Linked DNA regions of Zea mays: regions 2 and 3 are each linked to region 1. The links are chromatin contacts, called in public Hi-C maps. All regions are on one chromosome and are shown on one strand. The core of a region is the stretch at or near the end of the contact, and the rest is flanking DNA. Distances in the headings are between cores, read along the strand shown.

Region 1 (3,462 bases), core at 30-2,529:
GAATGGACCGATCCCTGACTTAATCGCACCCATCAGGCCTTAGCAGCTTAATGCTGATGGGGGTTACCAGCTGAGAATTAGGAGTCTTGAGGGTACCCCTAATTATGGTCCCCGACACGATTTTTTCACAAAAGGTCCAAAAACTGTTAAACGAAGCCTCAACAATCAGGGAGTGTTCGAAAGCAAAATATTTCAAAACCATGGTTTTAAAATATTACGGGTTTTAAGATGTCATGTCATAGTCGTAGTATTTTTTACGTCACTTTTAGCAATACGTGTTTGGAGAGAAAGTATCTCAAACTATGTTATTTAGTATACATGTGCAAGGCTAGTCATCGACCAAAAACTCTGGGTTGGAGTGGAGTTTAAAATACTCCAAAAAGTCCATGCTATCTACAAAACTTTGGAATTCAAAACACAAATTTTTACAATATAGTCAAACACACCAAACAACTCTAGCGTGGAGCTGTAGTTTATAATATCAATTTAAATAGTTTTAAAAAATATTTTTAGTCTAAATAATAAACGTTTCTTATAAAGACTTACAATTCTAGCTTCATAATTTTCTGGAGCATCTAATGACTTGCTTTACCAATTCCATTAAATTTTTTAGAGCCGGAGGTATGACAACAAGACCTTAATACCGTGATTTTACCTTAAAACTCTAAAAGTATTTTGCTTCTAAACAACTCCTCACCCTTTTGCAGTTCTAGTTCCGCCGCATTGCATCCACGCGTGCAGGACGAAGCAGGCATGTGTGCGGAAGGGCAACGGCGCAATGCGGCACAGCCGCACAGGCGGCACGAGCGGGGCAAGCAAGCCGCCTGCCCACTGGCCAGTGCAACCACCAGCCGTGGCCTCGCTGTAAAGTGACCCACACGGCGACCGGACGCGGCAAGACCAAAGGAGCCGCGCAAAAGGCTGCACGCCACGCACTTTCCGCACCCCTTTCGCGGATGATGCCGCCGGATCGCAGATGAATGGATGATGGACGGGCCCGGCCCCCACACGGCGTGTACCTACGCGGCGGACAGGTCCAGGGCCAGGCTCGCTCGACTGGATCCAGTGCGCGGCCAACCGTGCCATGCCATCTCCCAAATCTACCCGCTCCCACATTTACTCCTCCGCGCCGGGGACGCGCCAGCCCGGCCGGCACTCGCCCGTTGGTTCACCACCAGCTGTCCGTGCCCGGCCGCGGCTGCCTGCCACGGCTAAGCAACTGGCCCCGGGCGCTCCTGACCTCCAGTATAAATACCACCCCCACACCAATCTACTATCCAAGTTCCATATCCAACACACACAGCAACGCTCGCTCGACACTGTCACTAGCTAGTTGCTCTACTAGAGGGCGGGTATAGAGCTGCCTGCAATCCGCCGCTGAGAAGGGAGGATCGGAAGCGACGATGAGGTCGTTTGCTCCTGTCTTTCTGTCGGCGGTCGTGGCCTGGCTGGAGCTGGCGGGCACCGCGCAGGGCGGCAACTTCTACCAGGACACAGAGATGACCTGGGGCGATGGCCGCGGCAAGGTAGTGGACGGCGGGCGCGGGCTGGACCTGACGCTGGACCGCACGTCCGGCTCCGGGTTCCAGTCCAAGAGCGAGTACCTGTTCGGCAAGATCGACATGCAGATCAAGCTGGTGCCAGGCAACTCCGTGGCACGGTCACCACCTTCTACCTGTCGTCCCAGGGCGACGCGCACGACGAGATCGACTTCGAGTTCCTGGGCAACGTGAGCGGGGAGCCCTACACGCTGCACACCAACGTGTTCACGCGCGGACAGGGCCAGCGGGAGCAGCAGTTCCGCCTCTGGTTCGACCCTACCACTGCCTTCCACACCTACTCCATCCTGTGGAACCCGCAGCACGTGATCTTCGCGGTGGACGGCACCCCGGTGCGGGACTTCAAGAACCACGAGGCGCGCGGGGTGGCGTTCCCGAGGACGCAGCCCATGAGGCTGTACGCCAGCCTGTGGAACGCCGACGACTGGGCCACGCAGGGCGGGCGCGTCAAGGCGGACTGGTCCAAGGCCCCCTTCGTCGCCTCCTTCCGCGGTTTCAGCGCCGACGCCTGCGTCTGGGACGGCGGCAGGCAGCGCTGCCCTGAGGGCACCATGGAGGCCGCCGCCGTCGCGGGTGCCGGCTCCGGCCGCGGCTGGTGGAACCAGCAGCTCAGCGACATGAGCTACCGCCGCATGCGCTGGGTGCAGCGCAAGTTCATGATCTACAACTACTGCGCCGACGCCAAGCGCTTCCCGCAGGGCGTGCCCGCCGAGTGCAAGCTCCGGTGAGGGAGCGAGGTTTGTTGGGACGTCCGTGGGGCATCAAAACCAAGCACGATCCCTAGTCGTGGAAAGTAGAAACCAGGCATCGATTCGATCGTCGTCGACGGTCTTAGTAGTAGCTACTTATTTTGCAGTGGGCGATGAAAGAATGGTGTCATGTAAATGTAGCTCCAGTCGTGTCGCATTCTTTGATTTGTTGTTTCAGCAGCACCGGATGTACAAGTACTGAGTTTGGGCTAGCAAGAATAAGTAATCTTTTTCGGCCATGCATGCATCGCACATACGGGTTCTGTCATCACTCATCAGTGTGCGGGGGCATCCTAGCTGGAGTCTTGGACATATGGAGTCATTGAGAGCCAGAGACAGACAACAACCTGTAAACTGGACCCTTGCGTGACGCGTGAGAGGGACCGGAACCCGATGAAAGCCTGTCCTGATTCTGACGGATGTAGGTACGGTCCATTTATATTTTCTCCTCTATATTCTTTTCACCTGCCACGTAAATAATCTTTCTTTCTCTATATCTCTATTCTAGTTCTCTCTGAATCAAACCTTATACCCATCACCAAAATTTAATATCATTTTGTTCTCAGCATCCCTAACAAAAGCAGGCGCACAGACAACAGCATCTCCCGGAGGACCTGCATGGAGGAGCATGGCGGCAACAGCATCCCGCGTGGGGCCTGCATGGAGGACATAGCGTGGTGCTGGACGTGGGGCGAGAGAGAGAGAGAGTTTCATCTGGATGGGGGAAACCAAAGTGGGTACGGTTGCAGGTAATATAGAGTGCTACTGTAGCTGCTATGCAAGGGCAGAGAGAATGGAAGAGGCAACCGGTGAAGATAGCCTTATATCAAGGCAGACTAGGATCGCGACAGATGAGGACCGACACTATCCCTACTTGCATCGCTATATTTCAGATGTCTGAGATATAGTATATTTTTAGATAATAATTTTTATAGTTATAAACATATAGAGCTAAGATTCAGATTAATTTAGAAAAAAAGTAAGTAAAAATGGATGCAATATTTTTTAAAGAAAAGATAGAAATTAGATATCTGATCACTCAAAAAGTACATATTATAAGCTACCGCTTGACTTTAAGTCACGTTGTGCTTGCACAAAATAAGCAAAAGTAGTGGGGCAAGGTTTACCATCTCATTTATGAGCAATGATGGAGA
Region 2 (3,600 bases), core at 67-2,566, 280 kb before region 1:
AATTAGGAAAGCTAGTGGAGGACTACCTTACCCGAAAGGGGCAAGGGCGGTAGAGGAGTTGTGGTATAGGGAGTTTCTCTGGTCAATCATGCTGTGATGACTTTTTGGACGAGGGATTCCTACGTCGTTCTTCTCAGAAACCGTAGCGTGTTTTCTGAAGGTAGTGGAACTTTGTAAAGGCCTCGTAGTGCTACCCTGCCTCACCTCCTCGGTAGAGCTATATGGAGTCCGTACAACCCCGTGACAGATGGGTAACACAACTTGTGGGTAGAGATGCGCAACCTCTGCAGAGTGTAAAACTAGTATATCAGTCATGCTCACGGTCATGAGCGGCTTGGACCCTCACATGCGTAACTTATGAAATTAAACTTAATTGGTCATTTGCATCGCATTGTGGTTTTATTATTAATTATGATCTCATTTATTTGGGTTGATATTTACTTATACTTAGTAATTGCTAATAAAATTTGACCAACTTATTAAAAGCAATGCCTTGCCTTAACCATTATTTGTTGACCAGCTTGGCACTATACTGTAAAGCCCAAATTTTGTATAAGAGAAAAATAATAAAAATAAATGAACAAATGTATTTATGTGATAGTGTTTTTGTGATTATGGAACCTTTGGAGATTATTTGGTTTCCTTTCCTTTTTTCATATTAAATTAATGGAATCAAATTAGTTAGGTAACCAATAAATAAAGAAAAGTGCATTTCATGCTGGTATCTTTTGTTTGTGGCATTTGGTTCGAGCAACCAGAAATTGAAATGCATTCAAATTGAGTTTGAACCTTGGAAAACAAAAACAAGAGAAATAGAAGTGATAAAAGAAAAAGGAATGAATACCAGCGCCAGCTTGGGCCCAAAGTCGAACCACGGCCCAAAACAGTCATCCTTTCGCGTGGCCCATATCCTGCTCGCGCAACCCGGCGCTGACAAGCGGGCCTGGTCTGTCAGCCACCCGTCGCGCGTGCCACTCGTGGGGTCGCTACTCACCCTCTCAACCGCGTGCACCTGCATTAGCTTTATCGCCGACGAGTGGGCCCGCTGGATCAAGTCGAGCTTCCGGCTCCTAGCTCGGGGAGCGGCCGTTGCAACAGAATCCGGGGATTCCAGTGTGGCAGATCTCAACGGCGTGTGCTCTGGGCCTTTATGTGCCGGCACTGTGATCGACTTCCCCACCCTCGCGTTGATGCTATCGGGCTCGGGGGTAGTGTCCTTGGGCGCGGGACCGCAGTTCACCAGCGTAGTCGCCGCCGCACGGAGTGGGCGCCGCCGTGTCCTGGGGCCGGTAGGAGAAGAGAAGCCGCCAGCCGTTGATTTCATGGCAACCGGCTGGGATTAGAAGATAGCTTACCCCTTCGTCCAATAGAACCCAGGCCATAGATCTATAATCCAATGGGTACATCAATCTCAGTCATTTAGAATCCGGACCGTAGATCTCAGATCCAGTGGTCTGCGCTGCGCTCCGTTTATTATATGATCGATCTAATCTGAGCTGTATGATTCAAATCCAACACCCTTCGACTAGGGAAATTTACATATGAATCCCCGGTAATAGTAAGAATTAACCCGCCGTCCGCCTAGACACGAGAAACATCACAGAGAGGTCCCGAAAATTACAAGTTGATCTGTGAGCTTTCAAATTTTTGCGTCCGCAGTCCATAGGCAATCAGGAAAATAGTAAATTAATATTGAAAATGATTTTTAGTATGAAAACAATTCTAGAAACTTGTTTAATTTATAATTAATCCATTTTAACTCCTTTTTTTACGATTCTAGTTGCATTAAATACATATTAATATTGTTTATTTTTTGGTAACTTTATTTTGTTATGAAACTTAGGATAAAATTATACACTTAATTTTTTTTAAATATAACACCTAAACCTTCGGAAAATCATAACTCTTTAACCATAACTCCAAATTTAGTGGTTCTCTAACCTAAGATTTCGTTACGATGCATAGAATATTATCATGCATTCTGTTCTGATGTTTGGTGTGATGTTAATTTCAACTATAACATGTTTGTTTGTATTGTTGAGAGTAGACGAGCAAGCAACCGAGGATCTCGATACTCAGCAGTTGGAAAATACTGAGCAGGAGCTCATTGAAGGCAAGTTGTGCCCTTGACCACTTTTCTTGACCCAATAATGTTCTATATAATTACTGTGGCATTTTTAGGCTTAATTTTGATGGGACCCAATAGGTCACCCTAGTTTGTTTTACTTATTGCCTTGATCACCACTAAACTTTTGGGTAGTCACTGCTCTTGCTCTATGTGGTTTTGGGTGTTAAGATAAATATGCTTCATGATCATACTTTATTATTGTTATTCTACTCTTTAATGTTCATGATAATACTATGGTGTTAATTGGACATGAAGCTTAACTTGAGAATACAGTGCTACCACAAGGGTGGAATGGGACACCCTTGGCCAAGTAATTAGGAAAGCTAGGGAGAGACTACCTTACCTGAAAGGGGCAAGAAGGAACGCGTCACTGCAGAGTATAGGGAGGTTCTCGGGTCAGACTATTTGTTTAGCTTTCTGGACGAGGGAATCCTATGCTTCCTTCGTCCTGAATCCGTAGCAGGTTTTCTCGAACTAGTGGAACTTTGGAAAGGCTTCGTAGTGCTACCCTGCATTGTCTCCTTGGTAGAGATGAATGGGACTTATAGACCCCTTGGCAAATGGGTAGCATGACTTGTGGGTAAAGATGTGCAACCTCTACAAAGTGTAAAACTGGTAAACTAGCTGTGCTCGCGGTCATGAGCAGCTGAGGACTCTCACATGATTAACTTATGGAATTAAACTCAATTTGTCATATGCATCGCATAGTGGTTTTATTATTAATTTTGATCTATTATTACTCTGGTTTAGTATATACTTATATTTAGTATCTGCTAAAAAATTTGACCAACTTATTAAAAGCAATGCTCAGCTTTAACCATTATTTGTTGATCAACCTTATACTTCACATGAGCCCTCACCTTTGATGAGTTCATGCACATTATTCCCCACAACTGTTGATCTATGATCTTTTGTGAGCTCACTCTTGCGATATATATAAAGCCCCCCACAGGTGAAGAGCAGGTAGACCAGGAGGAGGACTACTATGAGGAGTACGAGGAAGTCTAGGTGGCGTCTCCTAGTCAGCTTAATGTGCAAGGAATAATATTAGTTAGCTTTATTGTTATCATTTATTATTGTAAGACACTTCCGCTATGTAATAATGTTTGTGACATTTATCTCTATACACTTGGTCATTATACGTGTTGTTCTTCTTTGGCGCACATATAAGACGCACCCGGGTTTACCCCTTAAATCCGGGTGTGACAGAATGTGGCAGAACCACCCGAATTGTTCCAACTTAAGTGCCTAAGTTACGCCTCAGGGGTTGTAACACACTTAAATAGGAATAACCCGTCAGTCCCTCAGATCTAGTCTGATAAAGCCACTTAACCAGGATCAAATACCACAAACCCACTCGAAGGCGAGTCACAGAAGAAATACAATAAAACAGGAAAATCTCAAATTAAAGTACTGAATTATTACATAGATCAGAGTTTTTCAAGTAGTGAATAAAAGTTCACAAAATAAAA
Region 3 (3,482 bases), core at 349-2,848, 330 kb before region 1:
AGTGCAGATGATGACATGCAAAAATTTTAGTTATCGTAACACCAGGGGTGTTACAGCCTTCCCTCGTAAAAAGAAATCTCGTCCTGAGATTTAAAACTCTAGTCTAGGTAATGGAAAAGGAAATGTGTCACTGGTTTCTTTCCCCATTACACCAATAAGAGAGGGGTGTGCCCCTATTGGTTTATATCAGAAATAAACTACACAAACTTTGGGTTTACAAGATATTAGAAACTCAGCAACATGCTTTTCCAGAAACTCCTCCGATTTCAATGTGGTTTCACCTTCCATGGGTTGGTTCCACTGTAGCTTATAAAACTTGATAACTTTTCTTCAAGTAACCCGATCCTTTTGATCCAAAACCTTTATGGAATATTCCAAGTAGGTTAAACCTGGTCCAAGGTTAACATCTGAAATCTCAACAACCTGTTTGGGAACCCGAAGACATTTCTTCAACTGAGATATGTGAAACATGTCGTGCATTATGGAAAGATCCTTTGGCAACTGTACCTTATAAACTACAGAAACTTATGCATCATGATGTAATTTCTTTGTTTGTGCATCAAACTCAAACTTATATTTAAAACAAATCTATTTAAAACAAATCTAGCTTCAAATTAAAATTTGAGATATGAAAATATGGGAACAAAAGAAATAAAGAATGGGAAGAAAAAAATAAAATAAATAATATTATTGCAAATATTAGAAGTATTATTCATATCGGGATATTATTGGATATTTGGAAGGCCGAAGTTCAAAACAGAAATTTAAATTTATTTTGAATCCTTGAATTTGGAAATAGAAGAGAAGAATAAAAACAAAAAAAATGTAACACTGCCATTGGCCCGAAACCCCCTCGGCCCAGTTCGCTGGCACTCGGCTTGTCGCTGATAACAAGGGCCCACCGGACAGCCGCACCACCACGCTCGCTTTCCAGCCCCCTGACGGACCGGGCCCGTTCACCAGATGCCCGCGCGCGCGTTCGTCTATGACTGTCACGTGGGCCTCGCACGTCAGGAAACACCCGTGTAGATCTTCTCGAAGCCCAGGAAAACCGTGGCGGCTGCAACCTCCTTCCCTTTCTCCCGGCTACGGAATCCATTGCCGCCAGCTGGCGTGAAGCCTGGGACCAAGGATATATAACGTGATCGCTGCCTTCGGGGCCTTCGTTCGCCATCGTTTGCAGAGGCACCCCGTTCTCCAGCCACCACCACCTTGCCGAGCCGCCGCATCCGCGTCTTGCGTCCAATGCTGACGGTGACCTAAGGATTGCTCGTGGTGGTTCATAAGTAGCCGGGTACCGTGCTCGGGCGGGTAATCGGGCGTAGATTCATCCGAGACCGGTGGAATTTCTCATAGGTAGTCATTGGTCTCGGCGGTTCCTCCCCTTCCCGTGGACAATGCGCGTCGCGCCGCCGTCATCAGTAAGAAACTCCCTTGACGAATTCGCGTTACCTTCCTCTTCAATTCCAAGTCACTAGAGGAATCCAAGAGGGCCTGGGCGCCAGATCGACTCATCGCCGGTGAGGCCCCGCCGCAGCTGGGTGTGCACGGCTATACTCTGCCGCTGGGAGGGAGAAGATGATCATTCGACCATCCATCTAGATTTGGATGGTGGAGATTAGACGTATCTATACCTCTTCGCCCAGTTAAATCTGGGGCGTCGATCGGGTAACGTGCGATTGTGCTTGGGCTCTGTTTAGTTGAAAATCGCGACCATAGATCTCGCGATATACGGTAGAGATTAGATCGAGGTTAACGGTTGGGTAGGATCGATCGGTGGTCATCTGTTTTGTGAACGACGATCAAGATTAGATCATGGGAGAATTGTGTCGCATCCGGATTTAAGGGGTAAAACCGGGGGCAAATTAAATGTGTACTAAGATCAAGTCTCACACATATGATGACTCATGTTACAGAAACAAACGTCACATCTTTAATATATAATGGAGTTATGTACAAAATAGTTAAATAATAACATCATACAAATACAACAATCTAGAAATCATAGTTGACTAGGAGACGACGACCTAGACCTCTCACGAACTCATCGCGACATCATTCATGCTCCTCATTCTACAGTACCTGTTCTTTACATGGGGATGTGAGTACAACAAGGGTGAGCTCACATACTTTCATCGCTCAACAAGTTGTGGGGAATAATGTGCATGAGCTCACTTACGGTGGGGGCCATGTGAAGTGTAAGGCTTACAAAAGAAGATGGTTAAAGCTAAGCATTGCTTTTAAAATTGGTCAAAATTTTATTAGCAGTTACTAAGTATAAGTAGATACCAACCCAATTAAATAAGAGATCACAATTAATAATAACACCCACAATGCAATGCAAATGATAGTTTGAGTTTAGTTCTATAAATTAATCATGCGAGAGTCCTAAGTCGCTCTTGACCGTGAGCATTGCTGATATACCAGTTTTACACTCTGCAAAGGTTGCTCCCTTTTCCCACAAGTCGAGTTACCCATTTGCCAAGGGATCGTGACTGCCCATTCATCTCTGTCGAGGAGACGAGGCAGGGTATCACTACGAGGCCTTTACAAAGTTCCACAAGCTTCAGAAAACCCGCTACGGTTTCTGAGAAGGGCAATATAGGAATCCCTCATTCGAAAAGTCATCGCGGCATGATCGACCTGAGAACCTCCCTATACCACAACTCCTCTACCGCCATTGCCCCTTTCGGGTAAGGTAGGTCTCCGCTAGCTTTCCTAATTAGTCAGCCAAGGGCGTCCCATACCACACTTGTGGTAGCACTGTTATCTCAAGTTAAGCTCCATGTTCTAATTAACATAATGATCTTGTCATGAATAATAATTAAAACAACATCATAATACGAACATGATCATAATTCAAATGTAACATTAATCCCAAAACTAGGTAGTGTAATCGCTACTCTACCCAATAATTCATTTGTTTGCAAGGGGTGGGGTAAACAAATATAGGGAAACCTTTTAGGTCCCATCAAATTATCTTAAGCATGTCACATTGATTAACAGAGAACATTATTAGGTAAAGAAGAGTGATCAAGTGCACAACTTGCCTGTGACTCGAGTTTCCAGGTACTTTTCCAAATTAGTCTTCGGGTTTCTCGTGACCTGACTGCTACCCGTAGCAATACATACAAAAAGATAAGGGGTACATAAAAATAACATTACACCAAACATGAGCACAAATAGCGTAAGAATGTTCTACGCGTTGTTATGAGATCATAGGTTCGAAAATCACTAAGTTCGGAGTTATGGTTGAAAAGATATGGTTTTTTAGAGTTTATAGGTGATTAAATGGTAATAATATCTTCTATGTTATAAATCATGTGAGAAACTTATTACAAAGAAATAACCAACTCAACTTTAGTATAGGTTATAACCATGTTTTAGTTAGATTTATAATTATAGATAGGTTATTTTGATTAGCAAATTTAATCTACTAAACCTAGGTTTAAACAATTTCCAATAATAAAACTATAGGATAT

What was found. Hi-C and Micro-C count contacts between places; a contact is called where the count stands out from the background.
Region 2: a contact with region 1 is called in a Hi-C map of ear, with 2.3 times the contacts expected there. The contact joins the enhancer-like site here to the promoter of LOC100284736 in region 1. A contact is called at or near these places in 2 of 25 Hi-C or Micro-C datasets (ear and tassel).
Region 3: a contact with region 1 is called in a Hi-C map of tassel, with 3 times the contacts expected there. The contact joins the enhancer-like site here to the promoter of LOC100284736 in region 1. A contact is called at or near these places in 2 of 25 Hi-C or Micro-C datasets (ear and tassel).

What each region holds. Positions count from the first base shown.
Region 1 is chr8:54,295,034-54,298,495 of Zm-B73-REFERENCE-NAM-5.0, forward strand. It overlaps LOC100284736 (xyloglucan endotransglucosylase/hydrolase protein 23), which reads left to right and starts at 1,280. Exons shown (of 2, transcript NM_001157631.2): 1 at 1,280-1,651; 2 at 1,654-2,520. The coding sequence starts at 1,404. The coding sequence ends at 2,287.
Region 2 is chr8:54,014,370-54,017,969 of Zm-B73-REFERENCE-NAM-5.0, forward strand. No RefSeq gene overlaps it. Among protein-coding and RNA genes, the nearest start is that of LOC103635202, 84 kb to the left of the region's middle. Within about 2 kb of position 1,317, at least 18 of the 20 cell types and tissues checked have an H3K27ac peak or open chromatin away from gene starts, as enhancers often do. A contact at or near this core is called in ear and tassel, where this site is marked.
Region 3 is chr8:53,960,158-53,963,639 of Zm-B73-REFERENCE-NAM-5.0, forward strand. No RefSeq gene overlaps it. Among protein-coding and RNA genes, the nearest start is that of LOC103635202, 29 kb to the left of the region's middle. Within about 2 kb of position 1,599, at least 17 of the 20 cell types and tissues checked have an H3K27ac peak or open chromatin away from gene starts, as enhancers often do. A contact at or near this core is called in ear and tassel, where this site is marked.